Regions from separate parts of the Siniperca chuatsi genome. Here region 2 is linked to region 1. The links are chromatin contacts, called in public Hi-C maps. All regions are on one chromosome and are shown on one strand. The core of a region is the stretch at or near the end of the contact, and the rest is flanking DNA. Distances in the headings are between cores, read along the strand shown.

Evidence for each region. A called contact is a pair of places that touch in the nucleus more often than the background predicts.
Region 2: a contact with region 1 is called in a Hi-C map of liver, with 4 times the contacts expected there. The contact joins two enhancer-like sites. A contact is called at or near these places in 2 of 3 Hi-C or Micro-C datasets (liver and skeletal muscle).

What each region holds. Positions count from the first base shown.
Region 1 is chrLG4:26,756,866-26,764,117 of ASM2008510v1, forward strand. zfpm1 (zinc finger protein ZFPM1) reads left to right here. Exons shown (of 4, transcript XM_044192345.1): 1 at 1-412. The coding sequence starts at 373. Among protein-coding and RNA genes, the nearest start is that of zfpm1, 3.8 kb to the left of the region's middle. Within about 2 kb of position 4,301, the one cell type or tissue checked has an H3K27ac peak away from gene starts, as active enhancers do. A contact at or near this core is called in liver, where this site is marked.
Region 2 is chrLG4:26,807,619-26,814,745 of ASM2008510v1, forward strand. All of the region lies in intron 2 of zfpm1 (zinc finger protein ZFPM1), which reads left to right. Among protein-coding and RNA genes, the nearest start is that of zc3h18, 24 kb to the right of the region's middle. Within about 2 kb of position 2,058, the one cell type or tissue checked has an H3K27ac peak away from gene starts, as active enhancers do. A contact at or near this core is called in liver, where this site is marked.

The DNA.
Region 1 (7,252 bases), core at 3,051-5,550:
GTTAATATTTCTGAAGACAGGCAATTGTGCTCGCTGACAGACGCGCGAGCGGTTGCGACGGAGGCGGGCCCAGCGAAGGAATAACGTTAGCAGGAAAACGGATAGAAAGGTGAGGTGAAGGCACGTTTGGGAAGAGGGAGAAGGAGGGCAGTGACAAGTAAGCGGACTCAGCCACAGGTAGCCCTCCGTTAGCTGTCGTGGCAGAAGATATCAAAGTGCAGGCGGGTCTCCGGTCGCTGATCGGAGCGCCGCGTCGCAGCAATAAACTGTGTGGAGAGAGAGAGAAGAAGCAGAAAACAGAAGAACCAGACCGCTTCTTTGACGCTCTGCCAGTCCGTCCAAGCGGGCTCCCAGTCAGAGGGAAGAGCAACCATGTCCCGGAGGAAGCAGAGCAAACCCCGGCAGATAAAGCGTAAGGATGAAACAAGTTCATTACTTAATGTTGTTTATTTGCCGGAGTGCTGTGAGTAGTAGCAGAGTGTGTGGTGAGCCACGCGCACTCTGGGAAGAAGCCGCATGTTTTGTGCGGCGCTTCTGCTGAGCTGCGCGTTCACCAGCTATAAAGTTAATAAGCAGTATGAAACCCAACTGTAACGCCTGTCAGTAGTTTTATGACACCGCACAGCTTACAGCTTCAGCATTTTCTCAGAATAACCGAGTGATGTAGCTTACACTTAGTCTTAGACCGTTTTTCAAAATTATTAAAGCGCCACTTTGCGAGCCTCGCTATCTAGAGTGTGCAAGAATATAAAAAAGTTTTTCATTTATTACCCTGTAAAGAATGCTTTGTCCATTGGCAGCTAAAACTGTAGCCGTGGCTTCCTGTTTAATACTGTTGTGGAAACGTCAGTGTTCTCTGAAAAAGCCGATGTGAACAGAGATAAGGCAGCGATCCGATGTGAGCCCAGATAAAGATTAAAATTGGATCTTTTTTATTTGTTTTCTGTCTGAGGCAGCGTCGAGGCCGCCGTTGCATTTTCCCCCTGGCTTTTCACTTCTCTTTTCCAGAGATGGGGCGTCAGATAGGCCGCCTGGCTGATCTCTCCGGCTGATAGCAGCTTACAATTGGATCTTTTTTTTTCATCTATCCTTTTAACTCAATAATGCATCTTAGGGCTGTTTGAAAGGCCTTTTCTTGATCTGGCGCTTGGCTGGTCTCCTTGCTTGACGACTTCTTCCTGTTTATAAAACGTCTGAAGGTTTATCGCTCGTGACTGATGTTCAAAGTTGATATAAAAGCATATTAATGATGTTGTCATTAACCCCGCCTTGTGCTTTGTGAGGCCAAAGGATAGGCCTGTTGCACTCTGAGCTGATGAAGTGTCTCAGTCTAAATTTAATGTCTTTATACTGGAGATTAAAGATTAAGGGAAAAGTGTGCATGTATCTATTTGGAAGCCACAGCTGGAATGGAAACCATGACTTCAGCAGGGCAGTTTGTTTGGTAAGTTATCACATTGAGCAAATAATAATATCTTGGTATCAGTGATTGTGTCACTGTGTTCCCTGAAACCTGGTGCCGAAAAGCAATATTTGTAAGTTTAGGCTGTATGGTATCACATCCTTTTTATATAATATTAATGAGTTGGCATTTCTGACCAAAATACCCTGATTAAGTACCCTGGCTCTGGTGACAGCACGTGTATTCTTTGCATCTAATGGCAGTGATCACCTTTTGTTTTTTGTTTTTTTCGTGGTCTAATGCAAACCTCACTTGTGAGCATTGTTTGTGTTTTTAAGAGCAAGAGGTCAAAGGGAGCAAGGAGCATTACATCATGTCACCAAGTTGCTCAGAAGTTGCTGTGCAACCTGCAAACTATGGCTGAACAATGTATTTTTATAATTACATTTTTTTTAATATGAAAATCACAATTTCAAAAATTGATCTTAATCCTAACTATTTATTTAACATTATTAGCGATGTCTCAATAAGTTATAGGAGGTGAAAGGTTTTAGTCAGTTGATTTTGCTGTCCTTGGCAAATTTACTCCGCTGTAGCTAATTAAAGTTAATTCCATGAGTTGGTCAAACTACAGAATGAAACTCTTGTTTTCTGGTTTATAGCCTCTCTGCATGCTGGTTTTTGTACTATTATTGCTCTGCCAAAGATAGTTTCATCGAAGAAGATACACCACTCTGTGATGAAAATGGAGGGTTGGCTGTGTCTTTCTGCTGCTCAAAAACTCCAACAGAGTGATGGGTCTTGCTCTACATAAATGATCTAGGTGATTGCCTCACTTCAATGTCAGGCAGATAGCTAGCAAGTAGCTCAGTAGTTGTTGAGTGTAAATGACAGCTTTCACGCTCATGATATCGTTGTTTAAGCTTGTCATCCTAAAAGCTCTGAATCAGCACCTCCAGGATCCAGAGCTGTGAAGCGGTCTGCCCTGTCAGTCTATGAAGCTAACATTAACGTTAGGTTAAGCAGCTAAAGTCAACAGCATCATTATGGGTTGTCAGGCCAGTATCAAACATTGTCAGACGTGACTTTTAAATTTTAATAGTAATTATGTATATAAATACACTTTATTATTGCCATAAGTGGCATACCATTTAGTTGTTACTAATATATATAATGCCACTTTTGATCGTCATTATCATCGGACAGTATTGAGTAGCTAATGTTAAGTATACCACCAATATAATATATTAATGACTGCAGGCTAAATTGGTACATTTTTCTATAGAAAAACTAACCAAGTTTACTCAGAAGTTGACTTTTCTCTGACTGACTGTTTAAAGAAAAAGAACCCTTTTAGGATCTCAGCAACAAGGATCATTTTATTTGTGATTATGCTTGGTACAAACGTATCTTGTTTTAAAACTATCTAGACCACGACTACACACCTGGAGTTTAAATTGTAGAAAATATTTTGAGTTTAAATCACAATCAGATATTTTCCTCAAATCGTTCAGCCCTCTGCAAACTGTTTAGTCAGTAGCATTAGCTAGCTAACCTGGACTAACAAATGTAATGCTATTGTTTGCTCTTTGCACATGACAATGAGGTGTTTATTCTTAACTAGAGGATGTAATTAAAGGTCCAGTGTGTAACATTTAGGAGGAGCTATTGGCAGAAACGGAATATAATATTTAAGTATGTTTTCATTAGTGTATAATCACCTGAAAATAAGAATTGTGTTTTCATTACCTTAGAATAAGCCGTTTTTATCTACAGAGTGGGAGCGGGTTCCCTTTCACAGAGGTCGCCATGTTGCACCGCCATGTTTCTACAGTAGCCCAGAACGGACAAACCAAACACGTTTTTTGTGTTTTTCGTGGCCACCGTAGTTTCTCCTACACACTTGGAAGGGGAGGGTGAGGCGAGCGGTATTCAAATGGTTGCAATCTGCAATTTCAACACCACTAAATCCTACACACTGGACCTTTAAAGTTATTGCTAGCTGCTCGCTTTCTTCCATAGTTTGCGCCAATAGCACGGGACTCATTGATGCCATCAATTGTGTTCAAGCATATCTGCTGGGTTACCATTAAGGATTTCTATTGATGAGGTTCTCTGGTGTGAAAGCTTTTTTGGGACAGAATGCATGAGTGGTTACTTGCAAAGAACATAATACCGGTTTTTGAATATCATATTGTTAAGTTTAGTGTTATAATGCATAACAAAGATGTTGAATTTTTGTGTAATAATATTTTGATTATAGGTACATTTATATCCATTAATGTAGATTTTTTTTAAAGTTACTCCAACTTTTGTTGCATTTAAAAATTATTTGAAAATTTTCTTTAAATCCATAAAAAAACTGGAAAAGAGGAATGCATTAAGATTATCTGAATTACTTATGTTATACATAGATTAAACCCCCTTAAATGAAAGTTAAGTTAATGTTTAATTGAATTTTAAGTTTTATTTAATTTTATTTTGTCCTTGTTAATTTTCTGCTTGGAATTATTGTTAAGTGTGTTTAACAATGATAATGCTTGTTTTGTTACTTGAAGATGTCTAATAAAGGTAAAAAAAAAGCTTTATAATACAGGAACAGCGTTCTAATCAAAAAATAATAAAAAATATGATACCAAAAACTCTGGTGTGCCACTGCAAGTAGTCTATATAGTCTGTCACTTCCTGTTTTTTCATACGTTTCCATAGTGCCTATCAGCTGTGAACTCCCAGTAGGCACTTACAGTAAAGCCAGCAGCGAGGCCTGGAGATGTATTCCAGACCCTGAGGCTGATAAACCTAGGCTAGACTTGGCGTGTATGAGAGAGAGAGAGTGTGTGTATGTGTGTGTCTCAGTGGTGTCATGGCCGTCTTTATCAGTGCTTCTGGTCCACTATGCTTCCCTGTGCACCAGGCCCCGGCTGCGGTCGAGGCCAGCCAGGCTCTCAGCCCCATGACTCTCTTGTGATTTGGCAGACATTTTGATAGGAAAGAGCGAGGAGTGATAAGGACTTTGTTCGGCTGGGGTGTGTGGGGGTTCAGCGGAGGTGGGGGCTGCTGGTGCTATCTCTACCACTACTACTATTACTACTAATGCAGTGTGTCCACCATGTTGTTTTGAGCATGCTGCTCGCTGTTACTGATACGACAAATTCCAGCCAGGTCACAGTGTTGTTTCATTATCACAGTAAAACACTTCTAACTTCCTTTCTTAAAATGATTCACACCACACATTGATGTGGTTTGATAGTGTACAATTAGTTGTTTAGTTATTGTAATTAGTTTTTTTTTTCTTGATCCGCTTTTCTTGGCTGTGTGTTTGGAGCTGTAATTAAGTCTATTTTTGGTTTTCATTTTTGTTTGCATACTTAGCTTATGCAAACAGAAATTTTGGGCGTGAGCCCATAACGTTGGAAACGGACTAGGCTTGCGTCATCGTGTGCACAGATGCATCGACCCATCGAGCGCTGTACCCATTGGCGATTGACAATTCTGTTGGGGGGGGTCGCGTGCTATTTTAAGATTATTATCATTGATCTGTTTTGCGTTTACACCGCAGACAGTACTACCTACTAAAATGTAGGCGGGGTTGTTACCGGGGCTTCGGGGCTAACCCCTTTCACTTTTCCAGCAGTTGGAAGACTTTTCTTGATCTTGAGAAGCTGCAGCGTTTATTAATTGACACACTGTAACCAACACTGTACATTTACAACCAGATTGACAATTTACTGCTAACCTTTTCCTCTGCTCTGCTCCATTCATCCACTTTTCTGCCGCTCGCTCTCTCAATCGCTCCTCGCTCTCTCTCACTTGTACTCAACCACGCATTCCCTATGCACATATGTGGTTGTTTATTAGCCTACAACAAGGAGACAAGCTTTTACTGCACTTCTGAGCTCTGTCTTAGCATGATCTGTTCTGCCCAACCCCAGTAAAATGTGCAATCAGACTATAAATGCATGGGAGGCTACAGACAGAAGGAATTAAAATAAAACAGTGCAGTGCATAAGTGCAAACCGCGTTGTGTACCCTGGTGCGTGATAATCTGTTGTGACCCCATTGACCTACCAGTAAACTAGGCAATTGCTATTCTCTTCATTTATGCAAAATGGAGGATGCTAGTGAGCTGTGCTGAATGGATGACCAAGACAACAAACACCCGAGAAGTAATGTGAGGAAGTATTTTTGATTTGACCCCATAGATCATCAAAATCATGGGGAAAGGTAACACAACTGTGTTGTGAGTAAAGCTTCAATTATGCTTCCGCAGAGATACACGTAAACATCTTTGCAAACCTACACAGGGAAGGGTGTAATGGGCAACTGCATTGTGCAAACCTGCTCGTCAAGCAAGCTGACGGGTTGAAGAAAAACAATGCAATTGTAATCTTGTTGACTTATTCTTTTATCAGAAAGTTCCTGATTTCAAAAACAGTTTGCCAATTTTAGACTATTTTAGGAAGTACAGTTTTGATATCAGTCCAATCTCAGGTATCTTATCTGCACTTTCACCAAAAAAATGTATCCATTATACCCAGGTGATGTAGTTTGTTAGTATGCAGCTCTAGAGGAGTGATGCTCTTCCCGCTGATTCTCTGACCTGAAATAACTTTTATAAATACCACCAGAAAAGCAACAACTGACAATAACCCCCCCCACAACAGAGCAATACATTAAGACAACATAGCATGGATATCTTTTTCAATTTTTTCCCCCAACAACAATGGATTAAGTTCAGGGCTTTCTGGAGGCCCATAGTTGAGGAGGAGAAGTGGGTGTTTGTGCAGAAGATAGATATTTGTCTGTGTCTCTTTGTGCGTCATCCTCGCCAACGGTTGGTGATCTTTCAGCCTGATAAGGCTTCTCTCCTTGATGGAGAGATAGGAGGCAGGCAGGCAGCCCACTGAGGCTGGATCCCTGGGCTTATATTTTGGTGGTTGAGATGGGAGACATGATAAAACTTGGCGGCGATTGCTGCTGCTGATATCGCAGAAAGCAAAAGAGAGAGAGGGAGAGAGAGAGATGGGAGTTTGGGCAGATGGAAGGAGAGATGGAGGATGGAGGGCTCATTGTAATTACATCTGGCTGTTGCATGCCATTTTCCCAGTGTTGTTGCGTTGCTGTCAGTGGTTTTGTTTGCGATTGGCTAGGGGTGGATCTCTAGATAATTAAAAGAAGAGAAAAGCAGAGTGAGAGTGGGGGGAAAAAAGTGTGATGATAAGAAGGACGAGAAGAGGGGGAGTGGAGGTAGAGATTGGGTAGAAAGAGATAGAGAAAGAGTCAAAAAGTGTGTGGAATACATAGATGAATGTGTTGTAGTGTGTTTTTAATGGCAGCCCAGCCGTTCCCCGACCCATCTGTGAAAGATGTTTGGGGCTGATAAGGAGGCCTGCTGATGGTAGATAGATAACACCCTGCAGATCCACACTGCTGATTAGGCCTTCTGTAGGGGTTTGTGTGTGTGTGTGTTTGTGTGTGTGTGTGTGTGTGTGTGTGAGAAAGCTTGGTTCCTATGACATCAGTGCTAGAGCTCAGAGGTCGGCATGAATAATATGCTGCCTCCCACGGCTCAAAGCAAACCAGAACGCCTGCAGAGGCCAGACAAGGAAATCACCACACTGACCTCCTCCTCTTCCTTTTCTTCTACTTCTTCTCTTCCTTCTCTTTCATAAAACAGCAGTTAAACTTCTTTAAAGTTTATAGAAGAGGTGTTTTTAGATTTTTAAAATGACTTGAGATAGGTTCCAGTTGAGTGTGTCGCAGCTGTGTGAAAGGAATGTGTTACTGTGTTTCTTTCTTTATCTGTAGTCTGACAAGGCTCAGACATGGGTCACATGATTGTTACATGGG
Region 2 (7,127 bases), core at 808-3,307, 49 kb after region 1:
CTAAATGATTTACGGCACATGGAAGAGCCTACGTTCACATTTTCTGACGCAAAGTTCCACAGTGAGTGGTACGTTAGCCAGTTACAAGGAAGCAGGAGGAGATTTAAAGATTCTCTTTAGAGAATTTTATTTTTGACGTTGTATTTTGTCCCTATGGCCGATACTGGGGCAGGATCAGCAAAGAGAAAAAGGGACAGTGATAGAGCACGGGCGAAAACACGAGTCAACCTTGGTCGGTCATTCAACAGATGAAGAGAATTGTGGGATTTGAAAGGATTCAAAACTGATCCTGAACTGGCCCTCTTCCTCCTAGACAAGTATGAAATATGCAGTACTGTAATACAACTGGCTTATAACGTAACATTTTATGTTGGACTTGCTACCGAGCTATATCTTGATGTTAGCTTATTATTATGAAGACATACCATGACTAGGGAATGTTGATAACTTTAGCTTCCTCAACAAAATTACTCTTACCAAGCAACTGAATCTGTTAGTTGTAGGCTTACATGTAACCTAGGGTAGGTGTATGAACGGTACTTTGAACGGTTTACTTTGTTTCTCTGGCATATTAGTATTAAAAATAAGTTGCGTCGTTCTTTCACTCGCTTGCAAAACAAATGCATGCACTAGCCAGATCATAATCTGCACGAGGCGGTGGAAACACTACCGCTTTAGTCCACAGGGGCCGCCAAAATCAACACAGAATGAAAGTTCCTTGTAGCTGCTTTAAAGATTGATAGTACTTCTCATGAAGACTTTGAAACTCTAAAATGGGTCCAGCAAAAAAGATACCTGCTGCTAAAATGTGACTGCTGGCTGGAAAAAAGAACAATCCACTGCTTAAAGTTTTGTAAAATTACACTTATAAAAAAGTCTTTCCAACAATTAGTTCAATTATTGATTAATCTGCCAGTTATTCTCTTGATTAATCATTTGGTCTATAAAATGTCACAAATTGCTTGTTTTGCCCAAAACCCAAATATAATCAGTTTACTGTCATAGACCACTAATCAAACCAGCAATTATTCATAGCCGACAAGCTGTATCCAGTGATTTTTTTTTTTGTGTGTGTGGCATTTTTCCCTCTTGAATGAACTGTGTTAATGTATGTTTGTTCTGCAGCTGAGAGCTCAAATAGTCACTACGTCACAAAGCTTCATGCCCTACGTATTTTGCAAGGACACGCAAATAAATTTGCTGGACCACTGTCTAAATTTGACTGTGCACTTACTGTATACTGGATAGTCCACAGACCTTTACTGTGACCTATTTTCACTGGAAATATTTTCCACCAAGGAAATAGTCCTTAAAAACTGTTGACAGTGTGTCGGTAAACTGACCAAATAACTTGCAGACATCTGTGCTCACACTCTTTTACTATATAATCAGGAAGATATCAAAATGTTTCACCATTATTACACTGTTTGATTATTACACTGTATCACACTGACTATAATGATAGCCATGCACTGACAACATGCAGCAAAAAGAACCCTTTTAAATAATAATTCCAGATGTTTACCGGCAGTTATTAGTGGTTATTACCAGATTTATATCCCCATCAAGACTTGAAGTCTTTCTTTCATCAACTGACGTCCTGTTATCTGTCAGGAGACAGTTAACGTCACCCAGAGACAACTCAAAAATACTGAAGAACCATTATGAGGTTGCAGCTTTCCACATGTATCACTCTTTTATCTCTATTGTGTTAAACGAATAAATAAAATAAAAAATTCTCAGGGTTCAATCTTGGCTCCAGTGAATCTGCCCCCTCATGCACCTCTTATACCGAGCTACCCTTGTACGGGGTGATAGCAGAGTTTCCAGTCATATTCTTTTGACTTATTCAAGATTTCACTAGCGGTGTTTTTTTAATCTCAAAAATTCCTGCTCTTGTGAAATTTTGGGGCTAGAAGTGATAAGCGTCTGTTGGTTGGCTTGGTTTGATAAACCCATGGAAATTCTGTCAGGTGCTAATCGAGACGAGATTAGAGATTAGCTATAGTGTGTGTGTGTGTGTGACTGTGTGTGTGTTTGAGGTGAGAAGTGGGTTATGTGTGTATTAGATTGTATAAGAAGAAGAAGAAGATGAGAGAACTCAAACAGACTGCACATTTGAGCAACTTTGTCGATAGCAAACTGACTTGGCGTCTTTGTTTCTTTATTTGTGTGTGTGTGCTTAGCTTCCCCCTGTCCCCTCCCTCCTCCCACACACCCCTCCCCATCACACTGTTGATTTACTCCTCTCTCTCTCTCTTCTCTGGGGTTCCTCAGTTGCCCAGTGCTGCCATTATCAGTTCTCTGTAAATCAGCCATGTTTGACGAACCTGCTCTTTCAACCTGGGATCAATACCAGGTCTTTATCTGGCCAGCGCTGGCTAATAAAGGCAAGGCCTCTTATCCACCATCTGGGAGAGGGGGGGTGGGAGAGAGAGAGGGAGGGGGGGAGAGAGAGAGAGAGAGAGAGAGAGAGAGAGAGACTGATAACCACTCTGATAACTTTAGCAAGAAAAACACATTCTACCAGTAACTGGACCAAGCACTCTGTTCTATCCATCACAGCCACCTCCTCCACCTGACAGAGTGAGTTAGTATATTAATGCTGATACAATGGATCGACACACACATGCACATACACACAACTTTATTGAGGAAGACTTGAGCATCTGTTCAGTACGTCTCTCTCTGTTGTGGTGTTTTTTTTCCCTCTCTCTTCTCAGAATTGCTCTACAGTTGCAGCGACCCGCAGAAACAAGTGAAGGCTCTTTTATCATAACAAGGCAATCATACTTATACATCACAGGAAACCTGATAAAATCCATTTCTGGGCTGATTAGTCAGTATGTTACCTCCTTTTGACCTCTAATTGCCGTGCCCTCGTTTGGACCAATCAGGATGATTTTTGTAAACCTCCAGTTTTTTTTCTTTTTCATCAGAATCTGATCAGTGGTGACAGAGAAACTCTGTGTGATGCATAAATGGACAAATTACAAAGGTTATAAACTTTTCTGGTATCATCATGATGGACAGTTATGGACTATACGTATGCAGTACTGCTGTTGTGATTAGTTGATTAATTGATTAGTCAATCGTCAGACAATCTTGATGATTGAGCAGGTGTTTGAATAATTTATCAAGAACAAATAAATATTTGCTCATTTCAGCTTCTCCAATGAAAATTTGCAGCTTTTCTCTGTTTTATGTCACTGTAAATTGAACAGGTTTGTGTTTGGACAAAATGAGCAATTCAAGGAGGTCACCTTTGGCTCTGGGAAATTGTGAAAGGCATTTTTTAGTATTTTTGGGGCGCTTTTTTATCCCTTTATTACAGACAGTAGAGAGATAAGAAGAAATGAGGGAGAGAGAGCAGCAATCGTCCCTGGTGGGACTCGAACCAGGGACGTTGCAGTTCATGGTCAGTACCTTAACACCTTAGCCACATTGGCACCTTTTGTGATGGGTGATATTTTTAACAATTTTTTTGACATTTTATACACTAAACGATTAATCACATTCACCTTGGGCTCTAGGCGTTTTTCACTATTGTCTGACTTTTTTTATAGGGGAAACCATTAATCGATCCATGAAAAAAAATCAAATCTTTTTATTAATATGTGTAAATAACTTGTGCTTTACTCATGCTTTATGTGTGACTCGAAGTGCAGCCTGTTTTACGCTCCGACCTACTTATTTCTCTTCTGACTTACTGTATGTGCGTCACCTCAATGACTGTGTATTGGGTGTGAGATTTGCCAAAATGCTTGTCAGTGTGTAGCAGTTCTGTGGCTGAATGGATGCAGTGTAGACACTGACAGATGACTGCAGCTGCTGCTAACGTTCTGCTTTCTCTAGCTGGTGTGAACAAGGTGCAAGACTTGGCTCCATACCTTGGTTTTGTCCAGTTCCCTTTCAGCTTCATATTGACCAATGTGGAGACTGTAGCACATATGTTGAACCTCAAATATGAGGGAACAGATATGTAAAGAAAAGATGCAAAAGACAAAAGGCAGCTTTAAAATCAGAAAAAGAGAGACAGAAATGTATAGAGGGCTGTAGAAGTTAGAAGGCGAGATTGTTGGGTGACTTTGCCCTGCAGGTGTGACAGGGGAAGTTCAGCTTATCAGATTGATGGAGACTGTCTCACTATGGGGTGGGGTGGGGGTGGGGGGTGGGAGAGAGGGAGGAGGGGGTTTGGCAGAAAAGTGTCTGTCGACTCCTCCTGATACCTGCCTCCCTGTCTGAGATGATATGGGAGATAATATTGATAATATTAAACGCAATAACTGTGTCTCTAGCTCCCCTCCCTCGCTTCAGCCCCTGCAGGATAAAATCAATGTGCCATTCAATGTGATTTATAGCTGAAAATAATGGCACTGTTTAGGCAGGGGGGAGGTGTGTGTGTGCATGTGCGTTTAGGCCTGGTTGCTTTAGTGTGTGTACAGTATATTGCTGTGTATGAGTGTTTGCGTGTGGATGAAGTCGAAAGGTGGACGTGACATGAAAATGGATGGTGTGTGTATGAGTGCATCTGCTTCTCTTTGTGTGTGTGTGTGTGTGCGTGTTGATTTATTTGACGATGCAGATCCAATCTCTCAACTGTTACATTAATAACGGCAGAGTGTGAGGGTGTCACGTGGTAGTGGGGCATTTATGGCTGGTATTGATTGGGCGCTATCGCTGTTTATCGGAGCGGGAATGCAAGGGTAAACATGGGCTTTGTGCAGACAGCTGAGGTGTTATCAGGGTGGAGGCTGAAGACGGGGTGGGATTTGGGAAAGGGGAGGGAGAGCAGCACAAAACAGGAGCTTGGAAGGAGGAAGTGAAGAAAAGGGCAAAAGTTAGGATGAGGAGGACAGGGATCCGGACAAAGGACAGAAGAAATGAGGAGAGAAAGTGGATTAACAGCTTTTTAAATATACAGGGTTAGAAGGATAATGTCTTTTAACCAAACCTGGAATTTTCTGCAACTGTGGGTTTTCACAGCATATATATTATATGTTTTCTTCAACAACATTTCTCATGTGTTTTCTTTACACATCATCACTAAAAAAACATTTTAACTACACACTCAACAATAGAAATAGTAAGTTAATGCTATCACAAAGTCAGCTACCTTTTACATTCTAGTCATATAAGTGTCATATCAGTGTATTATTTAATAAACTGTCCAGTCAGAAACTACACTACATGTATGTCAAACCTCTGAACATATTAAAAGAAAATCGTAACAAGCTCTGATACTAAATCTTTTATGACAATTAATCAAGATCTCGCCATATTATTCCTTCTTTTTGCCTGGATGGAGACACAACAGGGGTCTTCCTAGAATTCCTGGGTATGATGTTGGTATCAATTACAGAAAAGTCTAAACCAACACATAACAACATATTTTGTATATTGTATGCTAAATTATATAGGCAAATGCATTTAATACATTATTTTGATAGTGTAATGATGGTGCTACAGTAGAGTTTGATGGTGCATTAGTATATACCAAGAAAGCACCTGAAACAAAAACCACCTCTGCTAACATCATAAAAAAAATGGATGCACTTTTATTAAATATAAATAGAAACCCTCAGGGGAAAAGAACTACTCCACCCAGCAAAAGTCAGTATATTTAGTGTGGTTATTTTTTAGGCTACCATCCAGTAAGTAAATTGATCACGTGGTGAGAGGCTTTTTTATTTTTTGGTATCACAGTTTTACTAATGAAATACTTTTCCGAAGTGTGTTTTTATCACATCATAGTATGAGTAATTAAACTTTCTCTTTTAGCATTACATGTCTGGTCAGGTCTGCTTTGTAACCTTTTACCACCCACCGTTCTGACTTTGTGACGCTATCACTATGTAGAACTTGGAAAGATGGGCTGCTACTGCTCCAAAACGTGATGTGAACATGTAATATACTGTATGATATACTGTACGTATCAATAGATTAGACTCTTGTCTTTTTGCCTATTGTGGTCATTTTCAAAAAATAGTCCAAAACCGAAACCTTGAAAATTTGGCGTCTCCCTAGTCTCTACAAAGCTTTTAAAACTTAGTAACCAAATTACAACATGGTCAATACTGAATTTTGGCTGATGCCAATATCAATATTTGAGAGTTTAAAAAATCTGTTTATGTGTTGGTTGATATTAATTAGTTTACATAAACATTTTTGATCCCTTTAGATTGTTTGTTTTAGAGAATTCTGAGATAGATATGTACTGAGCACAACATTTTACAGTTAAAAAATGGACTTCAGTGCTCTCTGGTGAATACACTTTGTAATGGAGACAGTGTTTCTACCTCAAAGATCTTTTGCAGTTCTCTGCTTATCAGCCAACATACCCCAATACTCATATATCTGTGATGAGCTAATATCGCTCCTGCTCTAGTAAAACCCATCGCAAGGGTCTAATGATTTGTTTTCAATCAGGTGGGCCACCCACAAGAGTGTAAAGGTAGCTTTTATTTACTTTTACCTATTATAACATACATAGAACATCATTATATGCCTGAATTTTACTGGAATTTCAGTTATGTAAAATGTATAAAAAGTCGTGAGAAATGGGATCATTAGCTTAAAATACAGTGTTGCACGTGGGAGAAGTTTTCCTTCAGGGCTTTCTGGCTCTCTTTTTTTAGCTGAACCTAACCAAGTAGTTTTGGTGCCTAAACCTAACCAAGCAGTAGTAGGGCTTTCTGGCAGAACTTCTCCCATGTGCTACAGTGTGCCATTTGGTGGATGATTTCACCCAGTACTTCATTTTGATACAGATGATCTTTGTGACAGGGGTGGTGCTTTCCTTCCCTGCAACAAGTTAGTCTGGGAGGGTTACTTTTAATCACGCAATCCATTACACAACACTAACTGCATGGCTGCATTTGTAACAAGTAATATAATGAATTGATTTACACAAGCATTTAGAAACAATTTCCAGCTTTTTAAAATGGTTCCCTTATATTATATCAACTGAAATGTCCACCTTAAAGATCTGGGTCACTTTATTTTGTTATAACTACAGTGACAATTATTAGTGAGATTAATAGTGACATGTTTGTGATCCGTTTCCATGCAGTCAGCTTTTGAGTCACCCTAACCCTTGGCCTGATGATGATGCAAGACCAGAGAGC